5 separate regions of the Mus musculus genome follow, and all the other regions are linked to region 5. The links are chromatin contacts, called in public HiChIP or PLAC-seq and promoter capture Hi-C maps. All regions are on one chromosome and are shown on one strand. The core of a region is the stretch at or near the end of the contact, and the rest is flanking DNA. Distances in the headings are between cores, read along the strand shown. Region 1 holds the start of Kyat1 (kynurenine aminotransferase 1). Region 2 holds the start of Ntmt1 (N-terminal Xaa-Pro-Lys N-methyltransferase 1). Region 3 holds the start of Lrrc8a (leucine rich repeat containing 8A VRAC subunit A). Region 4 holds the start of Ptpa (protein phosphatase 2 protein activator). Region 5 holds the start of Prrc2b (proline-rich coiled-coil 2B).

The links. Promoter capture Hi-C pulls out the DNA fragments that hold promoters and counts their contacts. HiChIP or PLAC-seq counts read pairs in DNA pulled down with a chosen protein or histone mark. Capture Hi-C pulls out chosen DNA fragments and counts their contacts.
Region 1: a contact with region 5 is called in an H3K4me3 HiChIP or PLAC-seq map of forebrain, with 6 times the contacts expected there. The contact joins the promoter of Kyat1 here to the promoter of Prrc2b in region 5. A contact is called at or near these places in 1 of 39 promoter capture datasets (liver) and 1 of 115 datasets of contacts at active chromatin or transcription factors (forebrain).
Region 2: a contact with region 5 is called in a promoter capture Hi-C map of liver, with 2.7 times the contacts expected there. The contact joins the promoter of Ntmt1 here to the promoter of Prrc2b in region 5. A contact is called at or near these places in 1 of 39 promoter capture datasets (liver) and 2 of 9 other capture datasets (adipose tissue and liver).
Region 3: a promoter capture Hi-C map of liver shows a contact between it and region 5, with 4 times the contacts expected there. The contact joins the promoter of Lrrc8a here to the promoter of Prrc2b in region 5. A contact is called at or near these places in 3 of 39 promoter capture datasets (liver and pre-B cells) and 1 of 115 datasets of contacts at active chromatin or transcription factors (pancreatic cancer cells).
Region 4: a contact with region 5 is called in a promoter capture Hi-C map of liver, with 3 times the contacts expected there. The contact joins the promoter of Ptpa here to the promoter of Prrc2b in region 5. A contact is called at or near these places in 4 of 39 promoter capture datasets (hippocampal neurons, liver and pre-B cells), 2 of 115 datasets of contacts at active chromatin or transcription factors (embryonic brain and pancreatic cancer cells) and 1 of 9 other capture datasets (liver).

What each region holds. Positions count from the first base shown.
Region 1 is chr2:30,204,459-30,207,158 of GRCm38.p6, reverse strand. Kyat1 (kynurenine aminotransferase 1) reads left to right here and starts at 1,312. Exons shown (of 13, transcript NM_001356474.1): 1 at 1,312-1,526. Gm31201 (a long non-coding RNA gene) reads right to left here and starts at 1,310. Exons shown (of 2, transcript XR_374214.4): 1 at 1,168-1,310.
Region 2 is chr2:30,806,537-30,809,270 of GRCm38.p6, reverse strand. Ntmt1 (N-terminal Xaa-Pro-Lys N-methyltransferase 1) reads right to left here and starts at 1,303. Exons shown (of 4, transcript NM_170592.3): 1 at 1,188-1,303.
Region 3 is chr2:30,236,301-30,239,020 of GRCm38.p6, reverse strand. Lrrc8a (leucine rich repeat containing 8A VRAC subunit A) reads right to left here and starts at 1,252. Exons shown (of 4, transcript NM_177725.4): 1 at 1,216-1,252. It overlaps 1700084E18Rik (RIKEN cDNA 1700084E18 gene), which reads left to right and starts at 1,390. Exons shown (of 1, transcript NR_028299.1): 1 at 1,390-1,824.
Region 4 is chr2:30,414,754-30,417,453 of GRCm38.p6, reverse strand. Ptpa (protein phosphatase 2 protein activator) reads right to left here and starts at 1,404. Exons shown (of 10, transcript NM_138748.5): 1 at 1,122-1,404. The coding sequence starts at 1,152. Crat (carnitine acetyltransferase) reads left to right here and starts at 1,706. Exons shown (of 14, transcript NM_007760.3): 1 at 1,706-2,142. The coding sequence starts at 2,116.
Region 5 is chr2:32,149,711-32,152,410 of GRCm38.p6, reverse strand. Prrc2b (proline-rich coiled-coil 2B) reads right to left here and starts at 1,263. Exons shown (of 32, transcript NM_001159634.1): 1 at 1,120-1,263.

The DNA of each region.
Region 1 (2,700 bases), core at 63-2,562, 1.9 Mb after region 5:
AAGGACACATTTCCCAACATAAGTCCCAGTCCAAGGCCAACCATAAAGACAGGGCAGGTGAAAGAGCCCAGGGATGGCAAAGAGGTTAGTATATGTATCCCACCTAGGTTCCTCTGCGGTCCCCCCACAAAACCTGCAATCATTTTTGCTTCCTCCCTTGAAGCTCCTTCAAGCAGCAAGTCAAAAACCCAGCCACCTGCCCGGATTCCTGATTCACAGGGCAATCCCAGAAGCCCCCACTCTCTACAAAGGCCACTGAAGTGTAACGAAACTGCTCTGTAGCAGGTGTCCTCAGCAGACGAAAACCACTGGGGAGGTGGTGGGTCACAAACGTCTCTTGGTCTCCTGCCTTGTCCTCTACAGACCCTGGGAGACAAGAAGGTCCAGAGTCAACACCCAAAACCCAAACAAGCTATGGAACTGGGAAAGCAGGGAGTCAAGCCACCCCAGTATCTCCTCACAACACTAGCCTCCAGTCCCTGCTTCCCCTGGACTGCCACAGGGGAACCTAACCTTCACCAACTGTGTGGCCAGGTCACTTCCACTGTCCCAAGCCTCGGAACATACTCTTATCCTCCTTATCCTCCGTCCCCAGCACAAGAAGCAGACCTCCTGCCCTTCCTCCTGCGCTGTCTGCTAGTCTGTGTGCTCCAGAGAGCAGAACAGTCAGCAGGGGTTGAAGGTTTTGCTGCCACCTTTCCAAGGCAGAAGGTCTTTGAAACTTTCAGGTCCTCCATTCTTTCCTTCTCAATTTAGCTTCCAATTTCATTGTCCCCTGGCTTCCCAAGCTGTGTTCCTTCAGCCTGGACGCGTCATTGCTGACCTCCAGCTCTTCCAACCTCACCTCCCTAGATCTGTCACTCCTGCCCAATGCATACATGCGACGGGCTAAACCAATAGGAGAATCGGTCTTTTCCAGCCTGAGATTCCAAAGACCAGGGAATAGTCCCGCAGATCAGAAAGAGGGAGGGGTTCAAGGAAAGAGTTCGGCACCAAGTACTAGGGGAGCCCGGGTGGAACCTCTGGGAAGGTGCACGTGCGCGGAGGGGCGTGGATCTGCAGGGACCGCGGCGGAAACTCGGGTGAGAGGTGCGAGCGGAGGTCGGGCCCGCGTCATTGGATTCAGGGAGGTGACAGCGCGTCCCTTTCCATACTCGACCCACTCACCAAGGCCCGCTGTTCTCGGCCGCCACGCAGGCAGCCCTAGTCCTGGGTCTGGCTACCCACAGCCAGTCGCGCCGTGGGTCTTTGGCTCCTTGTTTTGTTTGTACCGCTTCTTAGGTCTCCGCCCCGGAAGTGATGTCACCGAGCGCAAATGCTTGGGGATCCTAGGCTGTCGCCCAGTCTTTAAAGGGCACACAGAGCTTCGCACTGCTTCTGACAGTTCTCTTGAGCTAAGCTGCATCTGGGCGGAAGTAGCCCATCTAGGGCTCGGCCTCTTTAAAGGAACAGACTTCTGCAACCTTGGGAATACGTTTGGGGTCGCGGGTTATTGGACAGAGCAGCGCTATTGTTTGCTGAAGCAGGTCAGTTCCTGGTTGCCGTGCGGGGTTTCATCTAGATCGTGTGTTGAAGTTAGCTAAGGTTTGCGAGTGCTGTAGCTCTTTGATCCATGTGCTCCTGTTTGTATGTGATGTGTAGCTTCTCTGAAAGAAGGATCTATCCCCTGAGAAAAACTTGCACACGCGGTCTTGGCAGCTCTACACTCAGTCACAGAACCAGTTAGACTAGTTCTCTCTGCACCCACGTCCACTCTCCCAAGGTAGTCCTGGCCAAGAAGATGCAGACTGCGCTAACGGAGAATTGCCTGCAGAGCTAGCGCCAATAGTCTCTGTGGGTCCTTCTGGGTTCTGTCGGTTCCCGGGCTGCACGGCAATTGGATTCATGTACTAATGTGGGACAACTTCCAAGATAACTTAGGTTAAAATAATAATAATAATAATAATAATAATAATAATATTTTTTAAGTTAATGGGACAGAAAGAATAGCCTTCAGTCCTACTGAAGCCTGCTATGGTCAGATGTGCAAAACCCATGTTCTACCAGGCATATCACAGACATGCCACATGACCTGCAGGAAAAATGGGGCTGAAAGAGGCTGAAAGAGAGGGTGAACGAAAGAGAACAGGGCTGTCCCGCGTAGGTGGACTCCAAGGCTTACAGTCCTCCATAGACCTGGAGTATCATCTATGAACAAATGTGACCACAATGGTAGACACCAGGTGGCCCCGCTGGTGGGTTCACCGTTTTATACACACCAGTTCTGTTTACCAATGGGTGAGGCACAGAGTTTGGAAAAGGATTCCCACAGATGTTCACTCCCCTCCCACCCGCAGGAGGGTTTGAAGACACCAGGTCTCTCCCTCTGCTTCCTGGGAGCCTTAGCACTAATTTTTGGATCTCCTGTGTAGTCGACCTAGTAGGGAGCTCAGGGTCTCACAGCCAACAGGACACTGTTTCCACCCTATGTTTCTGTGAGAGCAACAGACAACCTGGCAGTCAGTTCCTGTGCTGAAAACTTTTTTTTTTAAGATTTATTTATTATTATATCTAAGTACACTGTAGCTGTCTTCAGAAGAAGGCATCAGATTGCATTACAGATGGTTGTGAGCCACCATATGGTTGCTGGGATTTGAATTCACGACCTTTGGAAGAGCAGTCAGTGCTCTTAACCGCTGAGCCATCTCTCCAGCCCTGAAA
Region 2 (2,734 bases), core at 54-2,553, 1.3 Mb after region 5:
AACTCAGAAATCCGCCTGCCTCTGCCTCCCAAGTGCTGGGATTAAAGGTGTGCAGCACCACTGCCCGGCAATAAATAAATCTTTAAAAAAAATCTTAAAACACAATTTTTCTCTCTGTCTTTCTGTCTGGTTTTTGAAATAGGGTTTCTCTGTGTAGCCTTGACTGTCCTAGAACTCATTCTGTAGACCAGGTTGGCCTCAAACCCAGAGATCCACCTGCCTCTGCCTCCTGGATGCTGGGATTAGAGGCGTGTGCCACCTCTGCCTAGTTCAAACATAGTTAAAAAGATCAAGTAAGGAAAACGTGTTAAAACCTCCAAATCACACAGACCCTGGTAAAGCTGGAGCCCACCTATGAGATCATGTGGCCTTTGGTCAGTCCAGAAGATGCAAACACAAGCTCCGGGTACACCCAGAACCACACACCTGCAGACTCTGACCTTTTGATTATGTGGCTCTGGCCTTCAGGAAAGCATCCCCCCTCCCCCCAACACACACACAAGCACACACACAGGAAAGCCAGCTTAAGGAAACGATGTGCCTTAAAACAGCACTTGGGAAAGGACCAAAAGTTAGGAGAGGATTTAGGCTTCTCACTTAGACCCCAGTCACTGAGTGCCCCACCCCATACATCATTGTCATCAGTTACAGCACCTGTCCTAGGCCCTTATCAAAAGGATTAAAGACCAAAATGATCACACAGTTGGTGGAGCAGCAAAGCCTGGAGCATCTGGAAAAGATGGCAGGCAGCCTTGCAGAAGAGAGGCTGACCTTGGCCTCAAGGGCTCATGACAGTAACGATGTTGGCCAGAGCTGGAGGCAGTTAAACGTGATGGCAACCCGTGCAACCAAGCACTTAACTGCGAGGACTTGAGCCAAGCACGGCGCCGATTCCACACACCAACCTTGCAGTGGCTGCTTTCCTTATCTCAGAGGGGAAACTGAGGACTGGAAAGTGATGTACGGGCGCGAGTGAAGATACGTCTTGCCAGCCTCCACCAACGTGGCTTCCTCCAACCCAATCCGTGGTCACCAGAGTCCCTGCCCAGGTCTGATCGGTGAACCTCCATGGGACGTGCACGTGGGCCAGGGCCAGGCCCAGGTCACTTGACGACGGGGCCTCACCGCTTCAGGCAGTTGGGGTGAGCACCTCCCTCCTCCCTGGCCGCGTCCCTCGCGATACTTACCTGGGTCGGGGCTCCAGGGACCCGAGAGAAAAGGACGGGTTGAGAAGGAGGCTGGCAAAGACCGTAGCCCACAGCAGCCGCCACCACTCTACCGGACCAGACACCTCGCGGCCTCTGCCTTTGTCCGCACACGTCACTTCCCCGAGCCTGGAGGGGGCTGGACTCAAGATCGCTCCGCCCCGAGGCCAGTTCACTCCGCCCCAAGACTAGCTCATCCCTCTCCACAGACAGATAGCCCCTCCCCAGGGCCAGATCGCCGCGTCCCACAGGCAGCTCACGTCCAGATCGTCCCTCCCCCACAGCCAACTCCGCCCTCTCCAGGGCCTGCTCACACCTCTCCACGCCCCCACAGCCAACCCCGCTCCACGGCCTGCTCACTCGACACGCCCAGAACTTCTCTCCGCGCGACTAACTCGCCCCTCCCCACGCCCAGCTCGCCCAAACACAAGACCAGCTAGTTCCGCCCCACGGCCAATTCGCCCCTCCCCATCGCTACCTCGCTTGTCCCCGAGGCCAGTTCACCCCGCCCCCTGGCCAGATCGCCGCACTCCAAGGTTTGATCGCCCTATTCTTCGGCCAGATCGCCTTTTCCTTCGGGATCCTAACCCAGTTTTTTGCCTACGCGCAGGGACTTCATGATGAAGGATCCACAGCTGATATCTCACACACTTGAGGGTGTAGCTCTTTTAAGACAAGAGTCCAACTGAGTTCTGGCCGTAAACTTCAGGATCCTTCTGCATCATCGACGTGGTTGCTGGGGTTACAGGCACGCGCCTCCATGCGCCACAAGGCTGGATTCTTAAAAACCAACATCATGAGAGTTTTCCACCCTAAAAGGAGAATTAAGCCGGGCGTTGTTGGCGCACGCCTTTAATCTCAGCACTCGGGAGGCAGAGGCAGGCGGATTTCGAGGCCAACCTGGTCTACAAAGTGAGTTCCAGGACAGCCAGGGCTATACAGAGAAACCCTGTCGGGGGGGGGGGGGGAGGAGGATTAAAAGCCATTGTTGCTCAAATCCACCCATGCCCACTAGTATATTAAAATAATATATCAACCCAGGAAAGAGAACAGGAAAGAAAGGCTTTGACAGAGGTAAGGATTGCCAGGCCAAATAAAGCAGAAATCTAGAAGTTTGCCCTCCTGAGGACCGCCCTTCCCTATCCACTCAGACAATCTGCACCGGGTCTTGAAGGAAAGATGAGCTTGCTGCATGCAAACCCCCTCTAACCGCCTCGGAGTTCTAAGTTGCCTCTTCTAACTGGTGGATGTAATGATTCAGCTACAATACTCTGAGGGTTAAATTTGTGGGATTTGCGAGTTTAGGCTAGAGTCTAGTGGGGCTTGCAGGCAATGAAGGTTATCATAATAAGTATTTTTGCCTTAAGCTCACCTCTGTTGGCTGACACACCGGCTGTTAGACATACTTGTCATGCCTCCTGGGCTCTGCATTACAGTAGGTGCTTAAAGTTGTGTTTTGCTTTTACTTATTCTTTTTTTTTTTTTTTTCCTTTTCTGGATCAGTGCCTTGCTAGGTAACCCAGGATGGC
Region 3 (2,720 bases), core at 3-2,502, 1.9 Mb after region 5:
CATTTTCTCTACTTCAGAGGACATAACACAGATGGCAGAGTTAAAGAGACCACTGACACACTTGCAAGGCAGGAAAAGACTTTGTAGCCTCTGGCTACTCATTTCTGTCTCCAAAATTCAGCAGACAAGTGTCCCCATCCTCACAAAGACTCTCTCCCCTCCACACCTCATCCTTAAAGCTGTCCCTGTCCTAGCTAGGGCAGCGTTAGAGGAGGTTGTACAAGAGTGGCTGTCCTAGAACTACCACTATGTCAGCCCAGTTCCCATCAAGAAAAAGCTAATGCTCACTCAATGTGTTCTTTCAAAACAAGACAACAACTGTATCAAGCAGAACCAGCCCATCTTGACTCACTCCAGTCCAGTGCATGGCAGGTTCAAGAACCCTGGTCTCAAACAGAGGTTAGAGGCCCACGTCTCTACCCAGCACTCAGGAACCAGACAGGTGAATCTCCGTGAGCTCGAGGCCAGCCAGCCTGGTTTACAGAGAGAGTTTGAGGACAGTCAAGGCTACATAGTTGAGACCCTATCTCAAAAAACAAGCCCCCACCCCCTGCCACTGTCATCCCGAACTCTGCTGTTCCTTCAGCTTGGGGTCGCCTTTGCTGACCTCCAGCTCACCAACAACCTCCTGTACTTGTCACTCCTGCCCAAGAGATGCACAAAACAGGGACAGAACGAAACAGACTCTCATATCAGGAGTCGGTCGTTCAGGGAGCCCCAGTCTGAGGTCCCAAAAGCCTGTGCTCCCTTCCCCATAGCAGGGGACAGTCCGGGAGATCAGGAAGAGGGAGTGGTCTAAAGAGAAGCCGGCGCCGGGAAGCCCACGGCCAAGAACTGTAAGAGCTGGTGGGGGAGCTGTCAAGAGAACCCCGGGTGGAACCTCTGGGAAGGGGGCGCGTGCGCCAAGGGGCGCGGATCTGCGGGGACCAGCGCGGCAAGTGCGGCCTGAGGACCGCGGCGGAAACTCGGGTGAGAGGCGCGCGGAGAACAGGGTGCCCGGGAGGGGGCTCGCGCGCCGCCGCACGGCCTGGAGGGTGGAGACCGGAGCCGGCGCCCGCGGGAGGCAGGGCGGAGCGAAGCCCAGCGCGGGGCCAGGGTGGCCGGCGCCCCTGGGCAGCGAGAGCCCCGCAGAACTTGAAGGGGCGGAGCGCGCGTCCGAGGAGAGCGTCCCGTGCGGTGACAGCGCGCGTCTCATCCCCCACCCGACCCGCTCACCTGGGCTCTCCGCTCGCAGCCGCCCGCAGGCAGCCCGGGCCCTCCACCTCCCAGTCCGGCCGCCCGCCGCCGCGCTCCTCCAGCGCCTCCTTTTGTTTGTCCCTCACTGCACCACTCTGCCTCCCCCGCCCCGGAAGTGACGTCACGGCCGGACGCACCCGCGGCATCCCGGCCGTCGCCATGTCTGTTAAGGGGAAAGCTTGAGGCGGCTTCACCCTACTCCCGTCCACGTGCCTGCGCCAAGCCACTTCGGGGCGGAAGTAACGGGACAGAACTAAGCCCCCTTAAAGGGACAGGGATCCCTGCAACTTAAGGGATGCGTTACTCTGGCCAGAGCGGCCAAGTGACCCAAGCTGACGCAAGTATCCGCTCACCTCCTTTGTTCGGGTTCCGATCGCCATTGGGCCAGCGTCCTCATACCTTTAGTGCTGCTCGTTAGCTGACTCGCTGCCCAAACTCTTCAGGTGCCCGCAAATGTAACTGCCCTGCTGATGCTGACGCGCGCCTCGACACGTCCGGCTTGCGACGGTTGTCCCTGAAAAGCCGCATAATTCCGAGTTAACTGAATGGCTTCTCCGCCGCCGCTGCAATAAACACAGTTGAACTAAATTTAAAGGTTTCTTGGGCGATTAGTCGCGCCCCGGCGAGTTCACTGTCTCACACTAGGAGATCTTTGAAGTCGTTGGACTGGACTGGGTTAGGAACTTTTTGTAGAAGAGGGGAGAGAGGTAGTGCCGTGCTTGAGAAGGTATTGGAGTTTAGGAATCTGGTAGGTGTGTCCTGAGTCCAGTGGTCACTTTGAAACTAAGTATCTGCTTTATCCAGTATTTTGCTCCGACTTTTGTAAGCAAGGGCTTCTGGTGGGGATCTCTTTGTCCGGTTCCCCGGCTTCTGGCTGGAGATAGAGGATTGGCAGAGGGTGTGAGGGGAATTCTCTATCGGGAAACCTCCAGCCTAACGTTAGCAGCGAATTTTGAGCTGAGCTGAGGATAAAACCACATCTTCAGAACCAAGCCTCCAGACGCTAGCTGTGTGTGTGTGTTAATCTTCCCGGGTCCTCATAATTCCCAGGCTAACTGTAGTAATCCTTAGGTTGGGAAATTGTTCAGCTATTAAAACAAAGTGTTTCATGTACTCCAGTATGGGACGAGTTCCAGTAGCTTACGTGAAAGAAGAAAGGCAGGGAGCACAGCAATGAGTTTTTGTGGAGTTGGGTATCAGTGGTGTGTGCACCAGCTGACTAATATACACAGGCTGTACAGATGACCCTTCCCTCACTGAATGATCTCCGCCCCCTTTTACAGTGACAGGACCTCTGGAAGAGCAGTCAGTGCTCTTAGCTGCTGAGCCATCTCTCCAGCCCAGCCCCTTAACCTTAAATTTATATAAAGAGAAAGGGGGATATAAGTATATTTATCCACATACTAAGGTATATTTAGTTTCAAACTTTAAAAATAATAATAATTTCAACTTCAAAGATAATGCTTTTTTTTTCTGTTGCCAAA
Region 4 (2,700 bases), core at 155-2,654, 1.7 Mb after region 5:
TGTAGACCAGGCTGGCCTCAAACTCAGAAATCCACCTGCCTCTGCCTCCCGAGTGCTAGCTACTATCTATGTCTTGATGTCAACACTAAAGTCGATTAAGACACATCCATAAGGCCAGGCAGTGGTGGCGCACTCCCAGCACATGGGAGGCAGAGGCAGGTGGATTTCTGAGTTCGAGGCCAGCCTGGTCTACAGAGTGAGTTCCAGGACAGCCAGAGCTTCACAGAGAAACCCTGTCTCGAAAAACAAAAACAAAACAAACAAAAACGACACATTCATAGAGATTTTGTATAACTTAAAATAAATGTCTGGTTTTGAATTCCACGTGTTCATATATTTAGGGGGGGGGCGCCACAAAAATGGTGCTTCTTTTGATTTTCAAATTTTCTTCCTCCTGAGACTTTCTTTGGGACCACAAAAAAGGAAGTGTGGTGGAAGGTACATCAAACACTATCAAAGTACGAGCTGAGTTTAGCCAACCTAGCCACTCTGTAAGAATTTTCCAGTCCTTCTTAACTACACGGAGTCAGCAAACTGCTTTCTCCTCCTCCAGGAAAGGGGGTCTCTACTGGAGCATCTGGCCTCTGTCTCTGCCCTAGTTACTTGAGATGGACCACAACGAGGCCACAGTGTAAATAAAAGTTACAGACGACGATGCCACCAACCCTCTCATTTTGTACAAACAGCCTCTTAAAATTAGTGGTTTAGACACCGTGGGCAGTTTCTCTCAATTAACTCTGCAGATACTGAAACCCCCAGAGCCAAGCCTGCAGGACGGAAGGAGGGACGGAGGGAGGGAAGACATGCAGGGTGGGCAGGACATGCATGAAGGAGCCTGGCGTCCGAGCGAGGCCCAGGTCCACCCGAGCGGAGTCTCATAAAGAACGCAGCCTCCTGGATCCCTCTCGCCCCGACCCCAGGCAACTCTGCCCCCAGGTCCAGAGCCTTTCCCCTGACCGCGCTCTGCCCGCCCGCCCTGGCCGGGTCGCCCTCACCGCCACCCGCCTGCAGCCCAGGCCGTCAGCCCTGCCTCCTCCGTCCCCAGAGCTCCTCAGACTCGGGAGACCCCCCGAGCCACACCCCTTTCCCACCCGCACGCCCGGGCCCTCCAACCGCCCTACCTGGCGGCGGCTGCCGCTCGCCCTCGGCCATCTTCTCCGTGAGGAGCCGGAGCGGATGCTCGCCGGTCCCTCTCAATGTTCACCCCGCAGCTCTCCCCGGCTCCGCCAAGCTTCCAGCAGGGAAATGAGCGCTGACTGGCTAGGACCGGAAGCCGAGAATTACAGTCACTCGCGCGAAGGCGGCAGCCATGCCGGTGCGAGGCACTCAGGGAGCATGCCCACCAACGGCCGTCTCGCGGCGGCCGCGCCGACCGAGGCAGCGGCCATCTTGGTGCGGGGCGCCGAGGAGCATGCGCACTAACGGCTGCCGCCTGCAAGCCAACTGCGGCGCTGGCAGCCATGTTTGTGCGGGGCGTCGGGTTCTGTTTGCTTGTTTGTTTGTTTGTTTGTTTGTTTTGGTGAGGGGTGATGGAGGGAATAGGTATGGCAGCAGTATTCTTGCGGAGCAAGGCCACCTGTCATCTTCTTTGTGCATGCCTCCACCCAAGCAATCTGAGACAGTCCCCAGTCAACAGTTGTGTTCTCCTGCCATTCCTAGAGTGACGTTCAAGGACACCAGTCAGACTTGAACGCACGTGACCGCCTCGACAGCTAAGGTGGCTTTCGGAGGCGGAGAGCACGAGCGGGACAGCGCCTACCGTTGTGACCCCGTGACGGGAGCCCAGCGCCGGGCTGCTAACAGCTGAGCTAGAGGTCCGTCTCCGCAAGCCCCGCCCTCTGCGGCCACTCCCCGGCTTGGGCCCACCCCGAGATCGGGGCGAGCGGCCGGGGACTGCGAGCCACCAAAGCTCCGCCCCGTGAGTCCTGCCCCACCGGCAGCCCGCCGGGCCCGGTGGCCGCGGGGCCGCCTCTACTGGCTAGCGGCAGTGACTCGGCGACCTTGAACCTAGAACCGGAGCCGCGAACCCACTGACCCCAGCACCCCAGCAGTGGCGCAGTCTTTACCCAGCGCGAGGGGCGGAGCGGACCAAGTGTCCGCAAACAGACTGGGACGATGTTAGCCTTTGCTGCCAGAACCGTGGTGAGTTCGCCCAGCAGGGCCATGGACGGGACAAGACGGGCGGGCCTCCAGCAACGGTCAAGAAAACCCCAGACCGGCTGGTAGGGTGCGATCTGCAAGGTGGATAAAGGAGACCAGGTAAGGGGTGGGTTCGATCCCAGAAGAAGACTGAGAAACCTAGGTTCAAGTCTTTTGTACCTTTCCACTCCACTCCTCCCTAATGCTCCCAGTTATTCGGACTCAGACACCTGTCGGGGCTACTGGTTAGAGAGCTCAGCCCTAGGCTATGCTTCTGCCCGACTAGAGCCACTTCTCCAAGCCTACCCAGTCTCCTTGAGTTCATCAGATGCCCACCCTCCCCATTGCATATTGCTAAGAGAACCTCAGGTGGAGACTAGTACTGAAAATCCCCCAAACAGGCAGGAGGAGGCAGGAGGTGGCAGGCTGCCCCTCACCATCCTTATCTAAAGCAGCTATCCTAATGGTGAGCTCCTGTCCTCTCTGATTCAGGCTGTCTATCCAGCTGTGAACTGGACTGCCCTGTCAGACACTGGGTTGGCAGCTAAGACTGAGATTCTA
Region 5 (2,700 bases), core at 14-2,513:
TCTCCAACGCTGCCACTTCAAACCAGCACCTGTGGCATGCCCCAGCATGGATGACACCACAAGTGGCCAGCCTTCTGTCCTAGGTTGACAGCACAGAGTAACTACAGAGCACCGACGGCTTGCCAAGTCATGCCTCTCTGCCTGTGAAGGCTGAGTAGTCCCTCGGTGGCAGCAAGCATCCCACTCCACAGCCTGTACCCCTCAGGTCCCAGCTTGCACCACGACGGTGCAGACATTACGATACAAAGCAAGCCCCTGCGGTTGTACTGCTGAGAAAGGGCGCTGAGGCTTCAGACAGACGGACAGAAAACCCAAGTGAGATATACAACGCAAACAGACAACACACCGAAATACACGCTAACCTTTCCAGGAAAGAAAAAACGTAGGTGAAATTTAACTACCCTGCAAAAGACAGCTTTATAAAGGTTTCTCCCAGGCAGCCATTTAGCAAATGACACACTCCGGAGAGCATCGGCGCCCCCCTTCTCCCACTTCCTTCAAGCTCACCATTGCCTGGGGAAGGGGGGCGACACCTATTCTTGCCTAACAGTGGGCTTCATCCCCCCACGATATTTACAAAGAAGAAAGGAAAGCAGCAGCGTCCACTTTTATGCAGGCAGATCCTCTCCAGAGAGGCCCACCATCTATCTCAATAGGTCTGCATTTCTCTCTTAAAAGGTAGACGAAGAAAAAGAAACAAACAAAAAAATCAATCTGGCAGGCCCCGAGCAGCGACATCCTGTTTATCATTAAACATTTTTAGCAGCGGCTCCGGGTGCCGTGAAAACACCACCCCGCTTCCCTCAGCCGAACCCACCCGAGCCGGGGCGGCGCTCGGCCTGCGGTTCCGGGCGGCCTCGGGGTCCCGCGTCCCCCACCCCGGCCGACAAGGCCGCCGTCCCCGGGCGCAGGAGAGCCCTCGGGCTCGATCCCGACCCCGAGCCTTGCCCAGCCCCGCTCGGCCCGCCGTCCTCCCGCCCTGGCCGCGAAGACACAACAATGGCGAGCTGGGGAGCGCCGAGCAGGCCGCCCAGGCCGCAGCCCCGCGCCCGCCGCAGCGCACCGCCGCGGAGACAAAGCGCAACCCCGGCCTCTGCCCTGGCCCCGGCCCCGGCCCACCTGGTCTGCGTCCGCGCGCGACGGGCCCGGGCGATGGCGGTCGGGCGGCGGCCGGGCGCGGGGGCGGCGGATGGCGGCGGATTGCGCGGCGGCGGCGCGGGGCTCGGCGCTCTGCGCTCCTGCCTCTGCCTCCTCCTCCTCCTCCCGCTCCTCGGCGCTCGCTGGAGCCTCGGCGCTGTGGCTCGCCGCCGCCTCCCGCCCGCGCTCGGCTCCCCGCCCCCCGCCGCCGCCGCCTCCGCCTCCGCGCCGCCCCCGCCCGCCGCCCGCACGGTGGCCCGCGCAGCGCCCCCTGCTGCGTCGCCCCTGTCCCGGGAGGGAGGGCGGGGGAGAGGAGGAGGGAGAGCGCGGGGAGCGAGCTGGGCCGCGGTGCAGAGGGGCTGCGGAAGAGAGGGACCTAGATGGAGAGGAGGCTCGGCTGGAGAGGGGACGCGGTGGAGAGGGACCTTGATGGACAAGGGGCTTACGTGGAGAGGAGGCCGAGGTGGAGAAGGGGCCCAAATGGAAAGACCTTGATGAAGAAGGGGCCTAGGTGGAGAGGGACCTTGATGGAGAAGGGGCCTAGGTGGAGAGAGACCTTGATGGAGAAGAGGCCTTGGTGGAGAGGGACCTTGATGGAGAAGAGGCCTTGGTGGAGAGGGACTTTGATGGAGAAGGGGCCTAGGTGGAAAGGAACCAGGAGAAGGAGGAAGCCCTGGTGCAAAGAGGCTGCAATGGAGAGGACGGCTCAAATGGAGAAAAAGTAAAGGAACTGGGGGGAGAGGGGGATCCCAGTAGCAAGATACATGGATGGAGATGGGGTCCCAAATCAGAGGGGTCTTCATGGAGAGAGGCTCCTGGTGAAGAGGAATCTCAACGGAGAGTGGATCTGGTTGAAGACCACCCCCACCCATGGAGAAGGCCTCCTCCATGGGTGGGGGAGGGGCTCTTGAAAGAAGCAGACATAGACTGGGAGGGGACCCCAGGGAGAGCTCTGGGGTGAGAATGCAAAAGGGTGGGGAGAATGGGGAGGACTCAGCACCCTAAAAGGCAGGGGATGCAGACCTGAGAGGGAGGGGGGCTCAGAAGAGGGACTGAACTTGGATCCTGCTCCCACCACCCCCAGAGCTCTAGAGCCTCTTGACAGACAAACCTGACAGCCTGACAGTCCTGACCTGTTAGAATGTGTGGAGGGAGAGGGGGATCCCAGTGGCAAGATACATGCAGGAAACACGCAGAAGTGGTACGGCAGAAGTGGTACGGCAGAAGTGGTACGGCAGAAGTGGTTCGTTGCACCATTCCACAGCAAGGTCTCCCTTCCATAACAAGTGCACCGTATAGACACTTCACCTTTTTTTGTTGTTGTTTTATTTTGTTTTGTTTTTCAAGACAGGGTTTCTCTGTGTATCCCTGGCTGTCCTGGAACTCACTCTGTAGACCAGGCTGCCCTCAAACTCAGAAATCTGCCTGCCTCTGTCTCCCAAGTGCTGGAATTAAAGGCTTGCACCACCACTGCCCGGCCACTTCACCCTTTTTAAAACATGACATAAACCACCCCACTTGGGTGTGTATTCGTGTGAATGCAGAACAAAAGGCCTGGGAGAG